2 separate regions of the Mus musculus genome follow, and region 2 is linked to region 1. The links are chromatin contacts, called in public HiChIP or PLAC-seq maps. All regions are on one chromosome and are shown on one strand. The core of a region is the stretch at or near the end of the contact, and the rest is flanking DNA. Distances in the headings are between cores, read along the strand shown. Region 1 holds the start of Dglucy (D-glutamate cyclase). Region 2 overlaps Dglucy (D-glutamate cyclase).

Evidence for each region. HiChIP or PLAC-seq counts read pairs in DNA pulled down with a chosen protein or histone mark.
Region 2: a contact with region 1 is called in an H3K27ac HiChIP or PLAC-seq map of embryonic stem cells, with 11 read pairs. The contact joins the enhancer-like site here to the promoter of Dglucy in region 1. A contact is called at or near these places in 1 of 39 promoter capture datasets (macrophages), 1 of 15 datasets of contacts at CTCF or cohesin (the NIH/3T3 cell line), 2 of 484 Hi-C or Micro-C datasets (myocytes and nephron progenitors), 7 of 115 datasets of contacts at active chromatin or transcription factors (the 230-238 cell line, the HPC-7 cell line, the SCID.adh cell line and 4 more) and 4 of 9 other capture datasets (adipose tissue, embryonic stem cells, liver and 1 more).

Annotation. Positions count from the first base shown.
Region 1 is chr12:100,776,540-100,782,440 of GRCm38.p6, forward strand. It overlaps Dglucy (D-glutamate cyclase), which reads left to right and starts at 2,518. Exons shown (of 13, transcript NM_145448.5): 1 at 2,518-2,771. It overlaps Gm40558 (a long non-coding RNA gene), which reads left to right. Exons shown (of 3, transcript XR_872933.1): 3 at 1,175-1,206.
Region 2 is chr12:100,812,414-100,818,415 of GRCm38.p6, forward strand. All of the region lies in intron 1 of Dglucy (D-glutamate cyclase), which reads left to right. Among named protein-coding and RNA genes, the nearest start is that of Dglucy, 36 kb to the left of the region's middle. Within about 2 kb of position 4,673, at least 5 of the 459 cell types and tissues checked have an H3K27ac peak or open chromatin away from gene starts, as enhancers often do. A contact at or near this core is called in embryonic stem cells, where this site is marked.

The sequences.
Region 1 (5,901 bases), core at 1,268-3,767:
GTTTACAGAGTGGGTACAGGAAGCCCTGCCCTGCTCTCTGCTTTGGCCCTAGGGTTGCGCTGTCACTGGGAGGTATTGACTGCTGGTTGGGAAAGCCCTGAGACAGAGGAAGATCAGAGTATATAGTGGCTATCAGGCTGTGATTGGTGGTGGTGGTGGTGGTGGTATGTGGATGGTGTTCATGTGGTTAAGAAGGGAAGCTCTCTGGTATCTTTCCTGACAAAGGCACTAACACCATCACAGAAGGACCCATGCTCAGGAGCCCATCTAGCCCTAAGTGCTTCCTCAAATTCCATTGCATGGAAGGTTGGTGTCTCAACATAGGAATTTGGAGGAAAATAAAGGCATGATGGCGTCTAGAATCTTCCTGTCTAATTAGGTTTGAGGGGGAAAAAAAAGTCTTGAATTCTTACTTCTATCTCCCATTGACCCCTTCTAATCACCTAACCTTACAATAGTGAGCATGCGATTGTTACCAGATTTTAATGCTACTCAATTTTTTGCAAGGAGACTTCTAGGTAAACTGACTGTACCTTTACATTCCTCTGATGTAGGCAATTGCTCTCCCTACAGAGTGTACTCTGACACTGAGTGTTGAGATATTTCTCCCCCTTAGAACTTTTGCCTACATCGTCACATCCGCCAAAGAATCCATCTGTAAATATTTGGCATTCTTTGCATCTCTGGTCAACCACACAGTCTTACTTTCTGGAGTTCCGAGTCTCATCCTTAAGCCTCTAGAAAAGTGGAAAGGACACATGCCTCAGGCCTTGGACATTTGCCGTCTGCAAACCATCACCTCCTGAGGGGTACAGGTTAGGCGTGTCCTTAAAATTTAGATATCTAATAAGCTATTGTATGATGGCAGCTTGATTGCCTGAGTTACATCCACAGTGTTTCATAACCATTGTCACTGTGTCCAGCTCCAGAACCTTTTCATTATCCTATACTGAAGTCTGGACCCATTAAACGGTAACTCCTCCACACCTTCCTATCTACTGGTTTACTTTTTGTCCCAGTGATGACCTTGGCTGATTTAGGTACCTTATTACAGGTAGAATTATGGACTCCTCTGTGGTGGTTTGAGTATGCTTGGTCTAGGGAGTGGCACTATTTGGAGGTGTGGCCTCGTTGGAGGGGTTGTGACCTTATTAGAGGAAGTGTGTCATTGTAGGCCTGGGCTTTAACACCCTCATCCTAGCTGCTTGGAAGCCAGTCTTCTCCTAGAAGCCTTCGGACGAAGATGTAGAACTCTCAGCTCCTCCTGTACCATGCCTGCCTGGATGGTTCTATACTCCTGCCTTAATGATAATGACTGAACCTGTAAGCCAGCCTCAATTAAATGTTGTCCTTTATTAGAGCTGCCTTGGTCATGGTATCTGTTCACAGTAAAACCCTAACTAAGACATTCTCCTTATTTCACTCAGCACAATGTCTTTGTCTCCATTTATTCAGGTTGCTATGACAAAATACCACAAGCTGGATGGCTTGTAGAGAGCAGAAATTTATTTCTCACAAGTCAAGACTGGGAAGGCTAAGTAAGATCAAGGTGCCAGTGGATTCAAGTATCCTGTGGAAGTCTGGGTTTTTGGTTTTGGTGGTGGTCGTGGGGTGCAGATGGTGTCTTCTCTCTGTCTTATAACAAAGGGCAAGGCACACCCATCCCAATTCCTCCAGGAGGGGGAGAAGTTAACCAACTGGAGAAAAAGAATTAGAAAAGTGACCCAAGAAGAGACATGCCAAGGCTGGCACCAAAAGGACCTGCACTGTGCTTACGTGTGTGGTTTGTGCTGGGGTTGGGGTATGAGGCTCGGGAGCGGTAGGGAAGGTGAAACCACAGAGACTGGCTGGCACCATCTGCTTTAGAACCTTGTGTGGTTGGGATTAAGGCTGGCTCTGAAGGGAAGTCCTGAAAGCTTTGAGGCAAGAGAAAGCAGAACCTGCTCTTCCTCAGAGGAAGCATTCAGACCAAGGGAGGAAAAACCCCCACAGGCCTGCCCGTGTCTTTCAAGCATAGTCTGAGTGCTAGAGACTGGCCTAGTGTTGCGTTCCTATTATCTCAGATGAGTCCAGGGAACATTGAATGCTGGAGAGCAACTTACCCTGCCTAACCCAGCACAGCCCCAGGGCTAGCAGCCATTGATCTGCAAGAGCCTGACTCTCGCTCGGGTCAACACCTGCATTTTCGCCTGTACCTCAAATGACCCAGTGCAGTCTGACATTTGGACAGCACAGACAGCAATCCCAGTCTGGCTTCACACGGGAATTACCAGGGTAGTTGTGAAACTCCTCAGGGCTTACGTGAGTTCCTAGGTCTGTGACATTAGAATTTTTGGGACTTCCACCCTGCTGCAGCAGGTTTTCCAATCATCATGGCCATGCCTTTGTGTCATGCTTCCTTGCTGCCCGGGGAAAGCAAGAAACTCCCGCAAAGGGAAGTAACCTTAGAGGGCTCTGTGACTTTAAGAACCAGGACTGGCATCCTGCCATGGAAGTCTCCACCCCAGTACAGGCCTTGAGAGCATTGGCTGCAGGGTAGCAGAGCTGTAGCAGCCAGTGGTGCCTGGGGCTGTGCCCAGGCATGTAGATCAGAGACTGAGCCGGGCAGAGCAAGCTGGTGGCAGTGGCGGTGGCGACAGGCAGCCCCAGAAGCCCCTGTGAGCTGAAGAAAGAGAGCTTTATGCCTTTCAGAAGGAAGCTCGCTCTGCAAGGCTGAGGAAACAAAAGGAAGAATTGTGTGTGGACTCTAGTCCAGACATCTCAAACCAACAGTAAGTCAGCAGGGAACGTGAACGCGGCATAGTTCTCTGCCCTAGGCAACATCCACACACCCCACCCTACCCTATCCCAGCCCAAGCGTTTGAGGAAACTGCTCCAGGGGGCTATAAGCCAAAATCAGTTAACAGGCTTTCTGCTAGAAGCCACCAGGGCCTCCCCTTGAAAGTCAAATCTCTGCATATGACACTGGGGACCATGAGTTGTGGAATTGCTTCTCTACCCTCCTGGGATGGCCTTTCAGGACACCTTCCAGACCTTGAGAACCCCAAGATCATGAGAAAGCAAAGAAGGGGAAATTGAAATCATAGGCTTTGAGTGGCTGCCAACTTTGGGCCACAACCTGCTAGGGAGGAGGAAATGAAGCTAGTGGCAGAGACTTCAGGGCTGGCATGAGGGGAGGACAGACCAAGCCAATGCAGGCCTAGGGGTGTTGGCCAGATAACCACAGGGCTCGAGGTGCCTCTCTCTGCTTTTGAGGGATGATTGCTGAAGGTGAGGCAAACTCACATTGAGAGCTTGCTTCAGTCCCCACTGCGGGAGCCAAGGCTCTCTTGTCATAGGTGGCTGGGGGAACAAACCCTCTGACCTGTGCAGAAGGCAGAGCCCTGTGACTCTGGGAAGTCTCTTCCTATCTGTGTGATTAACCTAGGGGTTCGTTAACAGCCATCTTCCTGACTTCATGAACATGTATGTGTGCTAGGGAGGGCAGGAGGCAGCATGTTGGCACTGATTGGTCCAGAAGGAGCGAGCGTTGTTCCTTCAAAGTAGCTAAACACTGTCAAAGGAGGGGGAAATAAAGCCAGGAGCAAGAAGCAGAAGGAAAGCAGCATCCACTAAACAGATGGGGGAAACTGAGGCAGAAAGACAAGGCAGGATAGAACCAGCTGAAAGCTAGACTGGGCTTGCACACATTCCGATAAAGAATTTTTGTGTTAGCTTCCCATTCATATAACAAGACCCTTGACATGAGCAGCAACGTTAAGGAGGAAAAGTTTATTTGGGCTTATGATGTCAAAGGTTCCATCCATCCAGTCCATAGCCCTTTGACCTGGCCGTTTCCAGGATCTTTCAACATGGCTGAAGCAGGTGGGAGAGGGAAGCAGCTCAACTCGTAGCAGCCAGGAAAGCCAAGCGAGGACGGGTCTCAGCGAGAACGGGGCCAAGCGAGGACGGGTCTGAAATACAACAGCCCATCCCTAGCCCACCCCCAAGTACCAACTTCCTCCAAAGAGGCCTAACTTTCAGGGGTTTCCACCACCTCCCAAAGCCCACTGCTGAGGTCCAAGCGCACAGGATGTAATTCCCTCCCACAGGTCCTGCCCCTAAACACTGCCTACAGGGAACCAAGCCTCCAATAGCAGTTCATATAAGAACAACCTTAAAAACTCAGCTGTTCCTTTTGTCATGGGGACTGAATCCCAGGAGCTCAACTGGTGGTCCTTGACCTGGCGTGATGTATATGTGTGGGTAAATAAGAAACCCTGGGGAAGTTCGTGGGCATATCTGAAAGATCTGTCACATAGGACTCCTGTGTCAACACGCAGCTAAAGTCCCCTGCTCACTTGAATTGGGAACCTTTGAATTCCTTGTGCCACCCTTGTTTCTAGACTTGGTGAATTCCCATGGCTATGGCAGATTGCTGCTCCTCCTGGTCTTTCTAATAAGGATTCTTTTCAATCGAGAACCTCTGTGGTTTCGCATTTTGCCCAGCTGCTAGGGCGTGGGAACACCACTTGGGCAGGTGAAACATGGAGACTGAAGACTGCATTTACCCTACACCTACTGTTGGGTGCTAGATTTGAGGGACGCGCCGATACATCGCTCAGGGGGTGGGAAAACACAACCTAAGATGTGGAGTCCAAAGCTGGAGTTCCCTGACTCCTGGGTGTCCAGTCGCCACTGGAAACCACGCAGAGGAGCCTGGAACAGAAGGTGTGGCGGGGGCTCCACAGGGCCAGGGGCTCCTAAACTTCTGGACATCTAGACACTGCTGGGTCAAGGGGAAGTGGGAACAGAATTGTGCCCTTGGGCTGAGGAGTCCTGGGCCGGGGAAAGGGGAACGCCAGCTTAGTTCGGTGGTGGTGCTTAGCGGTGAGCAGAGGGGCCTTCTGTGGGACACTTAAGCCATGAGGCTCTGTAGACAAAGGTTTTCTCCGTGCTCCCCACAGCTGTTCTTGAAGAAAGAGACAGTCCTTGGTTCCAAACTGTGTATTGGTTGTTCATTGTGGAAAATGGGTGCATTCCACCTCCTGGAGGTTAATCAGAGATATCCAGGAAGAAAAACTTATTGACTAAGGAGGGAGGATGGTCACGTGACAGGGGCGGGGTAGGAAGCAAGTAAAGCTCCTATCTACCCCTCTGGGTTCCAGGGCTTCCAACCCACTTAACCTTACCAAGTTTCCTGGCACGGCCCACGGTCCCACAAACCTCTGTGCACATGTGTGCGTATGTATGTGTGTATGGATGTGGTGTGCACCGCAAGCCCACACCAGGTACAGAGGACTGAACGCATCCAGTCTATTTCAATTCAATCTCCCTTCTTCAGTAAAGGATGACAGATGTAGAAATCCAAACGTACCCCTCTCCCTGACAGATTTTTACAGGCTTTCTAGGATATCTGCCAAATTGCTAGATGGTATTTGCAATTTAAAAAAAAAAATAGAGTGCATTTTGTTATTTGGGTTTTAAGGATTTTCCAGCCTGCCTTAAGGCAGTTCATCACTTGTACCTCACTTTATAGCTTTTAAAGCGTTCTTCAACATTCGGAAATCTCTCTCATCCTTCCAGAAGGCCGGTGGCTCGGTTCCTCTCAGAGGCTCTCTTGAAGGAAACTGACTTGTGGAGACACTAAATGACTTGCAGCTTTGAGGTTACCATTCGGGCACAGGTCTCTGAAAAATCCAACCATGTTTTCTTACTTTTTTTTTTTTTTAATTTAAATCATTGTATGTGTGCATGCATGTGCCACAATGCCCTGCGGAAGGCAGAGGACACATTTGTGGAGTTGGTTTCTCCTTCCACCTTTGTGTACATTCTGGGATTGAACCAAGTTGCCAGGCTTGCTTGGCAACTGCCTTTACCTGCAGAACAGCCTTGCTGGCTCTGAACCGTGTTTTCCTGACC
Region 2 (6,002 bases), core at 3,423-5,922, 38 kb after region 1:
ACCCTAACAAAAGCCACCGAAGGAAGAAAAGGTTTATTTCAGTCCACAGTTGAAGGGTACAGTCCATGACAGCAGAGGGTCAAGGCATCAAGAAAATATGGCAGCTGGTCACATCGCGTCTACAGTCCCAACAGAGCACAATGAATACAAATGTTCAGCTGCTTTCTCTAGCTTATACATCGAGATAGCCACTGACCAGAGAAGGCCCTTCTCACTATTAAAATGAGGCTTTCCATACCAGTTAACACAGTGGAGGTACAGACACCCTCAGGGCTAGCCTTAACCTAGATATCCCCACCAGGTATGCACAGAGTTGATTCTGGATTCAACAACAGACAACATTAACCATTACAAATAAAAATACATGGAATACATTTTCCCATTTTGCCATTTTTATATGTATAGAACTGTTCCAGGAAGCATCTACTTTGGTTTGTGTCTGCATAGCACATGTGTGTCTGGTGTCTGTGGAAGCCAGAGAAGGGTGTCAGATTCTCTGAAAACTGGAGTTAGGAACTGTTGTGAGACACCATGTGAGTTCTGGACATTGAGCCCGGGTCCTCTAGACGAGGACAGTCTTTCTCGGGATGAGTTTTCCCCAAGGAATCTCAATTCATTTTAACTGTGCAAGGTGTTTTAAGTCCAAAATTATCCATGTGTTGTTAGATATGCTCATTCTTCTGCTTCCAGGCAGAGCTGGGAGATACATGCTCTGTCTGTCTATCTATCTATCTATCTATCTATCTATCTATCTATCTATCTATCTATCTATCTATCTATCCATCTCCACCTACGTTCCTTAAAATCTAGCTATGCAAAGCACTAATCTAACCCCAGGACTTGAGAGGCAGAGGCAGGTAGATCTCTGTGGGTTCAAGGCCAGCCTGGCCTACATAGAGCGTTCTAAACTAGTCAGAGCTACAGAACTGATACCCTGACATAAAACAAACAGCTAATTCTAGGCGATGGGAACCACGATTCACAGGGATAGATCCCGATGGAGTTCAGAAACTCCAGGGTTTGTTACAGGCTTTTTCTTCCTATGCATTACCTCCCTGTAGCACTGAGAGAAGGTTCTCAGGATTGTATCTTTTAGATAGAGCCAAGTCTCCTCCCTCTCCAAGAGCAGCCTCCCCAGTCTTGTTGGACTCACTCCCCTGTAAGCCAGCTCTGACCACCACCCTGCCACCACCACTACAGGGACACACTCTTGTCCTGTGAAGTGGAGACACCTAAGCCCAGGCCATCTTCCCTAGACTTGGCGCCTCATCCTACTTGGGCACTGACACCCTGCTTTGGTTCACTGTGACTTCCTGTTCCCAAAATCCAACCTTTGGCTCCTGTCCCTCTCTGTCCCACCCTAAGGCTTCACCTAACGGGAAGGCGAAGGAACAAGCGTTTGTCTCGATGATGGGAAATATTTGTTTGTTAATGATTCTCTTCATATTGGGAGCACTTGCATCTGACCTATTAAACAAACAAATGCTAATTATGACTGCCAGCATTTCCCTGATCTTTTGTCTTTGTTATCATCATGACATTTCTAATGAAATGTTTGTACAGTTAGGATGCCTTCTTCCTTACAGCAACATTTATTTTGCAAATTTGCAGTTGTATTTAGGCTACCACCAGCAACTCTCTTGGCAAACACTGAGCACCGCCCACCACAGAAATTAATGAGTAGAGAGACAAGGTCTGAACACCTACTCATTCTGTTCCTCCATTGTCACATGGAGGGACTCTGGGGAACTGATCCAGGGGACAGCTATGGAAACCAGAAGCGGAGTTTTTAACACTGAAAATGCTTAGTTCTTGTAAACAAGTCTTCCAGCCTAGACTACAAGCATCCAGGAAATGGACTTCATCTCTGATTTCTTGTGTGCCCCCTGAGGTCCCAGATACAGTCCTACATAAATGTAAGGGTCCTCTGCGCTTGTTGCTGGCAGAGCATGATAGTGTGGGAAAGAGCATGTCATATCCCAGTGAAGGCTTGCTACACTTTATAGCCCTTGACCCCTGTGAACCACTGCTTTCTCTGTGAAAGATGTGCTACCTTGGGCTTCTCAGCCTCATGGCCTCTCTCTTGCCTCTCTGTCTGCCTCATCTCTGGGGTCCTAGTGAGTGATATTTTCTGTACCCATAGCCCTTGGCAGGAGATACAGAGTGAAGGCTTCCTGTGTGTCGGGTTCCCGCTGTGTGCTGGTACCCCTGTTTTTGCCACTCCCTACCTATGTCCCTTACAGATGCACAGAACGTTGGATCCCTCCATGAGCTTCCCTACCATTGTCCCTTCTGTCCATGGGCTGAAAAGGTCTTTCGCTTTTACCCAAGAAACCCCTTATTCATCTCTTTGGACTCAGCTCCTTTTCTAGCCCTAGTCGGTATAGCCTAGGAATGCTAAGTACATTGTGTTGTAGTTAACTGTTTACTTTTTTCCTCTCCACAGGAGACAGGCTGATGGTAATTATGTGTTTAATGTCTGTCTCTTGGGCTGGTAAATCCCTATGGGCGTGGGCTGTGGCTGTATTATTACCACAGTGTCTCCAGCACATTGCACATAGAGTAACAAATGAAGGAAACACTTCTGCAAGGCTAAATGGAAGCCAGGCCATGAAGTGACCCATGAACTTCACATGTGCTAACTCATTAGGGCTGAGCACAACTACTGAGGTTCATAGTATTAGTAGTCCCATGAGAAAACAAACAGAGAGGTCAATGATTCACGATAGCTAGGTCGAGATACCAACTTGCTCTTGGTTTGCACTTTCACCATGATGTTTCATGGATGGATGGATAGATGGATGGATGGGTGGGTGGGTAGGTGAGTTGATGGATGGATGGATGGATGGATGGATGGATGGATGGATAGATAGATGGATGAGTGGATGGATGGGTGGGTGGATGGATGGATGGATGGATGGATGGATGGATGGGTGAGTGGATGGATGGATGGGTGGGTGGAGAGATGAGTGGGTGGATAGATGAGAGGGTGGATAGATGGATGGATGGGTGGGTGTTTGGACGGATGGGTGGATAAATGAGTGGATGGATAGATGTATTGATGGATGAATGGATAGAGGTATAGGTGGATGGGTAATGTACTGTGCTTGAACACTAGTGCAATTTGTCTACATATAAATTGTAGATAGTTTATGAGAAAGAATTTAGGATTGGATCACAAATATTTCTCCATCCATCTCCACTTCAGAGCACACTCTAGGTCACTATGGTGGTTTACATAAGAATGACCGACCTAGACTCATAGATTTGAATATTTTGTTACTAGGAAATGGCACTATTTGAAAGAAGTAGGAGGTGTAGCTTTGTTGGAGGAAGTGTGTTACTGAAGGTGGGTTTGAGGTTTCAAAAGCCCACTCCAAGCCCAGAGTCTCTCCCCTTCTGCTGCCAGAGGATCTAGCTGTAGAACTCTCCACTACTTCTCCAGCACAGTGCCGGCCTGCGTGCTGCATGCTCCCTGCTATGATGAAAATGGACTAAACCTTTGAAACTGTAAGCCAGCTCCAATAACTGTTTTCTTTTATAAGAGTTGCCATGGTCATGGTGTCTCTTCACAGCAGTAGAGCACTAAGAAAGACACCTCTTTGGTCCCTTCTTCAGTGTTCCCAACACCCCTCAGTTGATACAGAGATGGAGAGGAGGGGGCATGCTCTCTGAGAGAACAGTGGAAGCTCTGGATTTCTGGCAGAGTGTGAAATGTTCAGATGAGTAGGGAAGGCTCTCCTGAGTGACTCTGGCTCCCTGGAGTTGGATGAAGAGGGAGGCTTAAGAGCAGATGGAGGCCAGGACAGACCTAGGGATGTGTGGGAAAACAAATCAACCTCTCCACGAATGGGACTCCCATGTTCAACTCCTCCCCCTCCTCCATCACCTCCATGTCTACCCTTCCAGAGTTGGCCTATATGGATTTGGATATGGGTGGTGCACTTGTACATAGATTCCTTCATATGTTGGAGAAATTGTTTTAGATGAGGCACAAAGAGATACCTCATTTTAGGACTAGTGAGATAAAAAAAATTAAAGACTTAGCTCATTTAAAAAATAGTTAAGTGATCTGACATTTCCTGGTCTGGATGTGGTTTGAATGTGTGCCCAATAGTTGTTAGGTTTTGTTTGTTTGTTTTTAATTTGTATTTTTTAATGGGTTTTGGAGACAGGATTTCTCTGTGTAGCCCTGGCTGTTCTGTAACTCATACTGTAGACCAGGCTGGCCTCACACTCATTATGTAGTCCAGTCTGGCCTTAAATTGACCATACTCCTCCCTCAGCCCACTAAATGCTGAGACTAAAGACATGTGCCACTATACCTGACTACTAAAATTATGTATATATACTTTTTTTCTTAAATAAGCTACTCAGTTTCGGGTATTTGTTATAGCAGGGGGAAAAAAAAAGACAAGACAAATACCACACATATAATCTTCAATATAACCAAACCTGGATGTGTTCAATTAGCTTCTACTTAGTTGTTTCTAAATTATTTATATGACAAACAGCACTGCTAATGCACTCTGGGATTTTATTTGCTCTTTGAAAATATCTTAGGATGAATTCCTAGAACTGAATAAAGCAAAGGGGTGGCTCCATGAAGGTGGAATTTCAGTTATCTACCATAAGAGTGGACCAGATCTGTTTACTCTGGAGTTGGGGTGTGTCAGATTCTGCTGAGAGGGTGGTTGTCTTTGGGGCTCAGTGTAGAGAGAATAGCTTATGTATTGTACATATTGCATTGCCACAGACTCTCTGGGCCCCTTTGTCTTCGTGGAACGGGTCTCTAGTCTCGGGTGGGCAAAGCGTCGGATGAATTGATAGACAGATGCACACAGGAGAGGTTGTGTAGTATCTGAATGTAATGTCAAATCCAGCATCAGACTTTTTATGCAGAAGACAATAAGGAAGTTGGGTGACATACCAGCAAGGTACAAAGAGGTTACTGGATTCTTACATAAAACAGAGGAATGCAAACACAGAAGGTCTAACGGGAACCACCTGGGATAGAATTCATTGTTAACAACTGGGATCAGCAAGGGCTCCACCTAAGATTCACTTAATCTTAGAAGCCAGGGTCAAGGGCTTCATGCGCTTGCCATAGTTCCTATTTTAGTCTATTGTATAGTCCACCTTCTCCTTAGGCCATTGTAAATACGTGTGTATGGGTGTAACTCAGCTATAGTCTTAGAAGCCAGGTGTGAGGTCTTTACTCTCCTAGGGCAAGGGCTTTCACACCCAAGTCTTGGTTCTAGCTAACCATCTCATGAATAATGCAATACTTTAAAACCACAGCCCGATCTACTTCCTAAACCATTGTAAATTCCTGCATATGGGAGCGACTTGGCTTTTATTCTAAGTGATAGTGTAATACCAGAGGCTATTCTGAATGTCACTGTCTAGCTCAAGGACGTTCTAGGACTGTTGGAACACTGGCTTTAGCTATGTCAGAATTCAAGCTTAAAATGCACTTATAATAGGGTAATACTAAAAGAGAGCAAGTGGATCCATACACTAGACTAACTCGGGAATAGAAAATTAATGTATGGGTTAGAGAGAACACCAGACTCCAGGAGTGAGTTTCTGTGAAACTCTTTTGCCTCATGAGTAGCTTTCAAGCCTCAGCCTGTCACGCTGACTTGACTGGAGAGCGTGGCATTGCATCTCCTGTCAATTCAAAAGCCTGTGGCCTAGGACTTAGCCAGGAAATAAAGGTGGCACTCTGGAATAGAGCAGGCATGGGAAGATGTAACAAGACAGTTGTATGGTAAGAGCATACCAACAGGTAACCAGCCACTTAGCAGAATGTAGGTTAAAATAAATGGGTTATCTTAAATTATGATTCTAGCCAGAGAAGAGCCTAGATATATGGCCAAGATATTTGTGAATATATTTTGAGTCTGAGTCTTATTTTTGGGAGTATGGAACAGGGAAGAAGAATCAGGACCTAATTACAACGGTTCAGTCTTAGGATCTTTGATGCTAGAGAATAATAT